Linked DNA regions of Mus musculus: all the other regions are linked to region 1. A link is a contact called in public HiChIP or PLAC-seq data. All regions are on one chromosome and are shown on one strand. Each heading gives the region's core, a stretch centred on a gene start, on an enhancer-like site or on the middle of the called end of the contact. The rest is flanking DNA. Distances are from core to core; before and after follow the strand shown.

What was found. HiChIP or PLAC-seq counts read pairs in DNA pulled down with a chosen protein or histone mark.
Region 2: an HNF4G HiChIP or PLAC-seq map of pancreatic cancer cells shows a contact between it and region 1. The contact joins two enhancer-like sites. A contact is called at or near these places in 2 of 484 Hi-C or Micro-C datasets (B cells and bone marrow-derived macrophages), 11 of 115 datasets of contacts at active chromatin or transcription factors (bone marrow-derived macrophages, embryonic basal ganglia, embryonic forebrain and 7 more) and 2 of 9 other capture datasets (adipose tissue and liver).
Region 3: an HNF4G HiChIP or PLAC-seq map of pancreatic cancer cells shows a contact between it and region 1. The contact joins two enhancer-like sites. A contact is called at or near these places in 1 of 39 promoter capture datasets (liver), 3 of 484 Hi-C or Micro-C datasets (bone marrow-derived macrophages and liver), 8 of 115 datasets of contacts at active chromatin or transcription factors (acute myeloid leukemia, embryonic stem cells, epiblast stem cells and 1 more) and 4 of 9 other capture datasets (adipose tissue, embryonic stem cells, liver and 1 more).

What each region holds. Positions count from the first base shown.
Region 1 is chr11:117,203,480-117,206,689 of GRCm38.p6, reverse strand. It overlaps a transcript of Septin9 not described here. Among named protein-coding and RNA genes, the nearest start is that of Gm39478, 61 kb to the left of the region's middle. Within about 2 kb of position 1,534, at least 58 of the 459 cell types and tissues checked have an H3K27ac peak or open chromatin away from gene starts, as enhancers often do. A contact at or near this core is called in liver, pancreatic cancer cells and pancreatic islet, where this site is marked.
Region 2 is chr11:117,090,426-117,093,635 of GRCm38.p6, reverse strand. No RefSeq gene overlaps it. Among named protein-coding and RNA genes, the nearest start is that of Mir6516, 15 kb to the right of the region's middle. Within about 2 kb of position 1,680, at least 123 of the 459 cell types and tissues checked have an H3K27ac peak or open chromatin away from gene starts, as enhancers often do. A contact at or near this core is called in pancreatic cancer cells, where this site is marked.
Region 3 is chr11:117,309,663-117,312,872 of GRCm38.p6, reverse strand. The region is part of intron 2 of Septin9 (septin 9); the gene reads right to left. Among named protein-coding and RNA genes, the nearest start is that of Gm34065, 16 kb to the left of the region's middle. Within about 2 kb of position 1,507, at least 136 of the 459 cell types and tissues checked have an H3K27ac peak or open chromatin away from gene starts, as enhancers often do. A contact at or near this core is called in liver, pancreatic cancer cells and pancreatic islet, where this site is marked.

The DNA of each region.
Region 1 (3,210 bases), core at 285-2,784:
ACCTTGGGGCCACTGGGTTACCACACAGGGATTCCTCATAGAGAGGAGGAGGCAGAGGACCGCCATGCCGAGAGTTCCTGGAAGGAGCGACCAGGGTGATGAGAGAAAGACTGAGGCCAGAGGAACAAAATGTTAACGCTCAGGAAAAGCCAGAGAACTATGCCTGATTGCCAGAGGAAGGAAGCTTCCAGAAGAAATCACTGCAAAGTAACCAGCCAGCAGACACCTGGTTGCCAAGTGACCCAGGTAGCCTGTCACCTGCAGCCATTGATCCATGCCCATGGGCTCGGGAGGTGACAGGGATGGAGAGATCACACTGCGCCAGCCTCGTGTGCCAGTCACTGCAAGGAATGAAGATGGTGGACAGCTGGTCTCAACAGCAAACCAGCGCAGGGACACTCAGCAGGTTGATGGACAGTTTCTCTCCATCATACCTCTTGATGAAATGCTATCCTGAGCATACTTTCCTGGTTGTGGGTGACAGCCATAATAATAGCCAAAGAGTCACCATTACAGTCTAGACGGATCAGTGGGCCAGATCCTCTAGGAAAGCGGGTGAGGGGCCACCAAACACAGGACGTCCACTCTGAAGAGCCGCCAGAGCTCTGGCTTTGACCCGTACCTGGTATGTGACTTCCCGGTGAAAGGGCCTGAGTGACAGGGACATGCAACCCTGAAAGCAGGTGCCGCTCAGATAATTAAACGATACATTTCACACTTGTGGGGACAAGCAGAGCAAGGGACATAAAAGTGAATCTAACAACAGGTAGGGTTTTATGTTCCGGTTCCATTTCCTGATTGCATCGCTGAAGGAAAAGTCCACAACACAAAACATCGACCACAGGCAACAACAGCAAAACAAACAAACGAAAGTGATGGATACAGGGTCTGTCTCAGAAAGCATTTCCAGAGGGGAGAAAAAAATCAAATAAAATAAAGGCAACCGAGGTCCACAGTTAAGGCCGGCCCGCAGCCACCAGGAAGCTCTGCCACCCAGTGACTCATCCGACATAGCTGAGGTTTTACCACACCTTGTAAGCAGGGAGGCAGCGCGATGCCAGTGCTGGTGAGAAGCCACCATTCCTCCCGGCTCCCTGGTACATCTGACTGCCCTTTTGTCTGGCACCCTGCAGTATCCATATGACCCAGAAGCCCTCAGCTCTAACCTTACCTAGCCACTCGCCTGCTCTGCTCTACTGAGCCAAAGATATAGAATTAATTATCAGTGAGTTTTACAAATAACTCCTCCAGACCCCTCTGTGCCCAGCGGTCAAGTCCCTAGCATGCTGGAAGATGACAAGCACTGGATGTAACCCACTTCCAAGTTGCTTGGGTTACAGTAGCCTTATCCTCCGGCTGGGATCTGATCCTCTATAAAGAGGGTTGTGAAAGGAGGGCCCCAGGATGCAAGTCCCATTGATCTCAGCTCAAGGCCCCGGGCAGCCAGCCAGCTAGCTCACTGGTGCCCAGCCCTTCCTGGTAACCATGCTCACCTGGAACTCAGCTCAAACCTGAGCACGGTTGCCACTACTCCTGAGTCAGCTGCTGCCCCAACACGCCTGGCCTGGCGAGGACCTGGGTATAACACTCCAGGACTCCTGATGCTGCTGTGGCCCACCCTTTGCTCCAGATGTAGTCTGGGGGAGTCAGAGTGTGAGCATGCCCTGGGAGGAGTGAGGAAAAGACCACTGTGGCAGAGACTGCAGCCACCAACTGCCACGCAGGAGGCAGGCAAGCCTATAGGTCCTCTCCTCGGGATCCTCAAGCCAGGGTCAGATGGGTTGCCTCAGCTCCACAGAGACCTTCTCTGCCCCTGATTTCAGCATTCCAATCAATGCTGAAGGTCAGGGTTTGACTGGTGACTTGGGTCCCAGCCAGGGAAGGTCCGGGTCCAAGGGCCATCCTGCGACCTGAAGCTAGGATTGGCTTTCCGTGCTCCCGTTTCCTGTCCTGAGGTCTTGGGCAGCCAACAGTAAGGCTTCATCGAACCAGGTCAGATCAGTCCCCAAACAAAGCTTGGTTGTTGGAGATCTGCTAGAGGCCACTGACAAGCAAGGCTCCTGGGGCCGCCACCCCTCTCTGGTCAGAGTAGCTTGGTGTCATCTTCACTTCGGCTGCAAGCGGACCCGGGCCCAGGGCAGGGTTGGAGAGATAAGGCCAAGAAACTGGGCTGGGAGCAGCCTGCCCCTCAGCCCTCCGGGCCCTGCAGTGCTGTTGCGGAGAGCCACGGGGAGCAGCCAGAATGGAGCCTGAGGCTCAGCAGCACTCAGCAGACACTTCTGGAATAAATGGCTCAGAGCACACGGAAAATTAAAACGGATCAGGAACTCTGGGGAGTCGGGGCCCCTTGCAGCTCAGCATGGCTGTTCTGGCAAACCTGGCCAAAGTTTCTGGAGCCAGAGCAAAGCTATCCCAGAGACCTGCCCACCTGTCACAACTGGCTTTGCTGCTGCCACCAACAACCCTGCAAGCCTGGCTGCCTGACACTATAAGTGCCTTCAACCAGGGCTTAGACTTCTCTTAATTGGGACTTTTGGATCACATGGCCTGTGGCAGAGTCAGGACTCTGAGGTCTCTCTAGGAACCCCTCAGCACAGCAGGGCTGTACTTGCTGTCTTTGCAAGCCCCAAGCAGCTTCACCAGCCTCTGGTCCTGATGACCCCCCCCCCCCATAAATCCCTAAAGCAGTGAAGAGCTGGGATGTTTTCAAGGTAACAGCCCCAACAAACAAGCCTTAGATGGGGCAAGAGTCACCCCTTTCTCTACCCAAGCACCCTTTGAGCCCAGGGTCTCTCTCTTCGGAGCCCTTGACATCCTGAGACTAAGAGATCCACTCAGCATGTACCCTGGGGCCTGGCTCTGTGCTGGTCTGGGCTAGATCTCTCTTATCAAAAACATCTTTAGCAAATTGCAGAGCCCACGCAACACTGCCCACGGACAAACATGCGGAAACCTGGTCGCCTCCAGGTTCAATGCCTGTCTTGGAGCCTCGGGCAGCCTGGGACAGACAGAACCATCTGAGAAGGGCACAGAGGGTTCAGGAGGGAACACACCTTCCATGGTCTTGTTTAGACATCCAAGGGAGGCCTACGGGCACATGGACAGCCCAATGTCTGACTAAGACAGCTGCTCCTGAATGACAACTCTGCCTCTCTGCACCCATCCAGGTGTAAGCAGGTCCCACGGTAGAAGGTGGGCTCTCTCATACTC
Region 2 (3,210 bases), core at 431-2,930, 110 kb after region 1:
ATTCTTCCTAATAGAAGCAGTCACTGAAGGAGCTGGCAAGATGACCATGTGGATCCGGGCTCCTGTCACACAGGCTTTGATCCTGGGAATCCATAGAAAGGCAGAAGAAGATAACACTCCACAGGGTGCTCCTTCAACCTCGCTGCCCTCCTCTCTGCAAGAGAGAGAGAGAGAGAGAACAGAGAGAGAGAGAGAGAGAGAGAACAGAGAGAGAGAGAGACAGGGAGAGACAAGACAGAGGGAGAGATAAAGACAGAGATACAGAGAGAGATAAAGACCGAGACACACAGAGAGAAAGACAGAGATACAGAGACACAGAGGGAGGAAGAGATAAAGAAAGAGATATGGAGAGACACAGAGACAGACAGAGATAGAAAAAGAGAAAGATACAGAGAGAGAAAGACAGAGAGACACAGAGACAAAGACAGATACAGAGACAGATGACAGACAGACAGACAGACACACACACACAGAGAAAGAGAGAGAGAGAGAAACATGTTTAGTTGCTACTTACTGGCTGGACAGGAGACAGGAGAATGTTGAATGGGGCATGGGGCCCTGGGGGCTGTGTTTGGGGGTGTACATCTGAGGTGTGACAGAACAGAGTTAGCTATAAGCCACAATGCAAATGTCAAGCCCACAGAGTCACACTCAGAGGTCATGACGTGGCCAGCAGATGAAGTCCCCTGTTCAAAGGCCCTTGCAGGTGCAGCGGATGGGATGGTGCTGGCAATGCGCCTCTCGCCCTACAGAACTCCCATGAGAAAAAGCTGTGTCAGCAAGACGGCCTGGCCCCTCCCAGCCTGTGAAGCCCCAAGGACTGTGAGACAGCCTCAGTGGGAGAAGGTCGTGACCTTCTCACAGCCTCAGTTTTCTCCCTCGGCTGTGCTCTGATGTGGTGTTTTCTACGTATAGATGAACTGCAGTTTCTCTCCACTTTGGGTTTGTTTGTTGTTGGTTTTTTGTTTTGTTTTTTTTTTAAGTCTCTTTCTTCCATTAACCAAGCAAAAAACAGAGTAGAAATCTAAAGAAGAAATTGTGTGTGTGTGTGTGTGTGTGTGTGTGTGTGTGTGTGTGTGTGTGTTGGATGTGCATGTATCTGTTATCTGTTTGTACACTTTTCTTTCCTTTAAAGTCATGCAAATATGCTGGTGTGGCACCTCGTCCATTTAATCTCAACACTAGAGGCAGAGGTACAGAGATCTTAGGGAACTAGTGGTCAGCCTGGTCTACATAGCAACTTTCAAGCCAGCTAGAGCTACCAAGACAGACCTTGTCTCAAAACACAAAACAAAACAAATAAAATCAGTTAAATGAGACTCCTCATTTTCCCCCTGAGAGTCAGGCATGACCTCCAGTCAATCAGGCACTTAGAGCTGGATCACTGGCGACTGTCCCCCGGCCTGCGTCCTCACCACAGAGGAACAGCTGAAAGAGAGGTGGCCTCAGGAAAGCTGTAGGACTGAGCGGTCCAACCAGGACCCCCTCCACGTGGGCAGCATTCGCGGTTGAGTGAACGAGACTCTTCGCCCTGACCCTCAAGGCACACTAGCCTCTCCACCGGCAGCTGGTTTTCTCCAGCATTAGCGACTCTGAGAGAAATCACATGCCTAGGGAGACGTGTGACATGTGAACGTTCTCGGGTGACACACGCATTAACTGCTCTTATACGCAGAGTGAAACTGTGGACCGGATCGGGCTGGCCCCAGTCGTGTTCTCCTGAAGGTTAGGGGTGGGACACAGCAAGGAGCCGATGGGCGGGACTGCGGAGCATCCGCTGAGTTTGGAATCCTGACCCTCCCCTTACTTGGAACAGAAGTGGAGGTGGCTTTCTTGATTCTCAACCAAATTACATTTTTTTTTTCAAAGGCTGGGGGTGTAATTCAGCATACATAAGGTCTTGGGTTGGATCCCTAACAAGAAAAATAAACCAAACAAAACCCCAAAACAAACAAACCAACCAACCTCACCCTTCCTTCACTGCCTGTCTTATTTGCAGAAGAACGCGCCTTTCTTAAGGCCCTTTCTGGAATTTCTCAGTTGGGGTACCGCCTCCTCATTTCCTGTTACTTATCCCTAGAGGAAAAGAAATGACCTAAACAGGGCAGGGGGGATGCTCCATGTGAACAGAGGCTCACCCTGCGAGCCTGGCACCTGAATGAAAAATAGAAATTAAAAAAATAAAAATAAAAATAAAAAAAGGAAATGACTGTCCCTAAGTGTGGTGGAGATGACGATTTATCGTAGATAGAAGAGAGAGCATAGCCCGAGGCAGGGGCATCTGGGAGCCCAGACTGAGCTGGGGCACGCAGGGATACAGGGACAGGGCAGGTAACCAACATGTCTGGATTATAGGGAAGAGCGTCTGAGCAAGAGCAGCCCAGTCCCTGGGCTGGAGAGTTCAGGGTAGAGGGTATGCCAGCCCTACCCTGTAACCGTAGGGACTGGAAGAACCTGAAGCCAGGTCATATTTGATTTGTTAAATAGCCACCATTTGTCTTGGGGTCTGAGACTGACTAACCAGAGTTCAAGCACCACATCCCAAGGTGGAAAGAGAATAGATCAAAAGTGGCACACGTAAGTCTGCACTGGAACACTCACACGCACGCACACACGCGCACGCACACACACACACTGCTAATAATAAATAAAAGTTTAAAAAGGTAGCAATTCACCTAAAAAAAAAACTTTCTGCAAAAAGAACATATCTCCCACAGTCAATTAAAGTGCCACCACCACCACTAGGGTGCCTACAAGCCCTAGATTCTGGTCACTTCAAGTTGCAGTGTTCTGTGAACTCCTGTACACTTGAATAGTCTTTAAACAAACCATCTTTCTCTTGTAACCCACGCTGGCAGTACCGTTTGCTGTCCCCAGTTACTGAAAATGAGAGTAGAAGAAGCCAAACCGGGTGTGGTGGAACACACCTTTCATCTCAGCACTTGGGAAGCAGGAGGATTTCTGTGAGTTCGAGGCCAGCCTGGTCTGCATAGAGAGTTGCAGGACAGCCAGGGCTACATACTGAGACCCTGTTTTTACAAGTAGCATAGAGAGGGAGAAATTTTCTCTCCTGGACAAAGGAGCCAACATCCTTTATGTATGGTGATTAATCTAAAGGTTTTGTAAAATCTGGGAGAATGGGAGATATTAGGTAACGGAAATAGAATGGAAAATGTCACATATTTATTTTGGGGGCTGGGCAGTTTACCA
Region 3 (3,210 bases), core at 258-2,757, 110 kb before region 1:
GCTGAGCCACGAAAGCCGTGAGTGGGTCACGGTGACAGGCCTGGAGTCCAGACTGCATCACACAGACTTCCGGAGCTGCTGGCTTGTTTCCCACGCAGCTGGTTTTCCTGGGAGGCCGGTCCTGTAGACTCAGTCCCTGGCCAGCATGACCTCCCACAGCTGGGCCCTTCCTCCTGTGCTTGGTCACATGGTGCAGGCCAGAGGGGCTCCAGGGGAGGAAAGGCCACCAGGAAGAGTTTGCTGAGGGACTGGGCTGGGGGGCCGGGGAAGAGCTCGCTTTGGCCCAGGCATGGACAGGCAGAGACGGACGTTCATGGGTGGCTATTCAGTATCACTGGTCACCCAGCCCTTTCTGACAGTGGGAATCTAGGCTGGCTCCTATCCTGACGGACAATTCCCACTTCCTCCTGGGCACTGAGCCGACCCTAACATCAGCCCTCCCTCAGCACCAGGGCTCCAGAAGGACCCAGATTTCCGCTGGCCCGAGCTTTAGCAAACCAGTGCCTGGAACAGCTCCGAAAAGCACTTTGTTTGACTTGTTTATTTAGAAACAAGAGTCTCACGTAGCCCAGGCTGACCTCAAACTCACTCTGGAGTCAAGCATCAGCCTGAGTTTCTGTCCTCCTGCTTACACTTCCCCAATGCTCAGACTACGGGCGGGCGGGGACCACCGCACTCAGTTTATACAGCGCTGGGGTCTGAGCCCAAGGGTCTTTTGCATGGGAGCAAGCATTCTACCAACCAAACCACACTCAGCCAGAAAACTCGCTGGTACAAAGTGGTTTCCAGCAACACCTCTCACCAGACTCTTCCCAGAGGCTTAGGAGGGAGGAAGACGCCAGCAACCCATTTTATAGACACATCAACTGAGTCATACAGAGACTTCCCAAAGCTAAGTGCTACAGAGTCAGCAGAAAACACAGCAGGCAGAGGATAGCTCTGATCCTGTATCAGGGTCGAAGACAGCCCTGGGAATATGGGGCGGGGCACAGAAGAAGGTTCTAAACAAAGCAGGAGGCACAGAGGAGTGAAGATCACCAGTGCAGTAATTGGCCTCACAGCACAGCAGCATCTGCGTGTCCAATTGGCGAATCCAAGTAAGGCCAACGGTCCCCTGTATCTCTGCCTCCTGCCAGCTCTCCCGAGGGACCACAGAAGTGAGGCTCTCACTTTATGGAGTATCCAGAGACCCCTCCTGTTGGGCCAAGGAGGCTAAGCAGAGGCCACCACCCCCTCATGCACTACGGAAACCACAGGTCTCTTCCTTCACCTGCCAGCTGAGGCTCGGAGGCAAACACTCTAAGCTGTGTGGCCTGGAGCCAGTGGTTCCCTCTCTCTGCGCCTCCTCTTCAACACTAACCCAGCACTTGGAACATGTAAGAACGAACACAGCAAGGATCCAGAATTAATGAACTATTAATGCGGCCGGGAGTTAAGAGGACAGCCTCCAGAGCTGTCCCTAAAATGGAAACAAATCTCTCGACTCCAAGCAGGGCAGAATGGAGCCAAGGGCAGCCTCCCGGGCCAGCTTCTCCTGGGCTGAGCCGGGCTCGGGCCCTCAGCCACCCTCCTGATGATGTCATGCTGGCACCTGCTTCTACAACACATGTTTGGACTTTCCAGCTTGTTTGCCCCTCCCCACCGACCTTCCCCCACTCTTTCTTACTCATTCTTTCCCTTCATTGCTGTTCAAAAAAAAATCTCAGAGGCCAAATGTGTCAGCTGGCTCCCTGGAAGAGTGTCTGTAGCCAGGATGAAGGGCTATGAGTGGCAGGAGAGTCTTGAGATGCAGAGACTGGGAGAACCTTGAGATGGGTTACCGGAAACAGCCAGGGTCCACCTGGATGCTCACACAGCCTCCCCGACACCGGTCCTCTATTTAGGGGCTATAATTCCTCTGTGTGCGTGAGTGAAGGCCAGAGAGTAATCTGACAGTCTGATGTGTCATTCCTCAGAGCACCATCAGGTAGTTTGTTTTTAAAGACAAAGATTGGCGTGGGGTTCACCACGTAGGCTGGGCTGGCCAGCCATTGAATCCCAAGGACCTGCTTGTGTCTGCCTCCCCGCCACCAGCATGCTTGACTTTCTACTTGGGTTCGAGGCATGATTCTTAGGTCCTCATGCTTGCTATTGAGGAATCCCACCATGTGTTCACCAGCCTAGCACAGAGGCTGCGTGCTGGTGCAAGACCGTCCTCCCGAGTGGTCCCCAGATGGGAGGCAGGAGAGGGACGAGTGGCCTGTTCCTGCTAACAGCTTGTTGGACATGTAGAATAACCTTTATTCTGGTTTTCCACCTGGCACTGGGCCAGAGGATAAGGGGAGGCTGGGAGGTAAGCAGGGCCAGGAGACAGGAGACCTCAGGGCACTTTCTCTGCAGACAGAGGCATCCCTGGAAACTGTTGGACAAGAGCTTTCCCCAGGAGACTGCATGCCAGCACAGAATCCAAAGCCACACAGAGGAAGCCAGGAGGGCAGATGACATCCTTATACTGTGGGCTGCAGGCAGGTGGCTGAAGTTCTCTGAGCCTTGACTCCCTGATCTGGAAGATGACTGGGGTCAGAGGTCAGTGCCCCTTTCCCAGGTCCAGCTTCATGGGCCTCACCATCCTACCCATCAGTGCCAGGCCCTATGTCAGGACAGACATTTTCTAAACTCTCCAGGCCTCTTTCTCTCACCGCAGCTTGGCCCACCTCAACCCCTCCACCCACAGCTCTGAGGGTTGCTCAGGGCCAGAACCTAGAAATGAAAAGACAAGGCCAGGAGTTCCCCTCCCAGTCCCCTGGGCCACATCGGCTGGCTGACCTCCCAGGAAGCAGGACACAGGCTACTGTCCTGGCTGCCCTGTCTGGCTCCAGGACAGGCAGGGGATGGCTAGGTTCAGTCTGCTTCTGCATCTAGGCTCCTGGGGTGGCCACAGTGAGCCCTGGGCTGAGTCGCAGGTGGCCCAGGATTGCTGGGTGCTGTTTAAGCCAATGCACACCCATCTTAGAGCTCACTCCCAGGAAGACTAAAAGAAAAGCCCAGGGGCTTCATAGGATGCTAGACCTGAGCAGCTGGGCTGTGAAAAGGAAGAGGCCAGTCCCTGTAGACCAGACACCCTGCATCCTGCACCCAGGCGTGGTTTCAGGCGATCCCGTGGAGGAGGCCAGGGTATACGATCTCTTCCACACTGCGATCCTCCACCCCCTCCCCGCCCCTCCCCGGTCT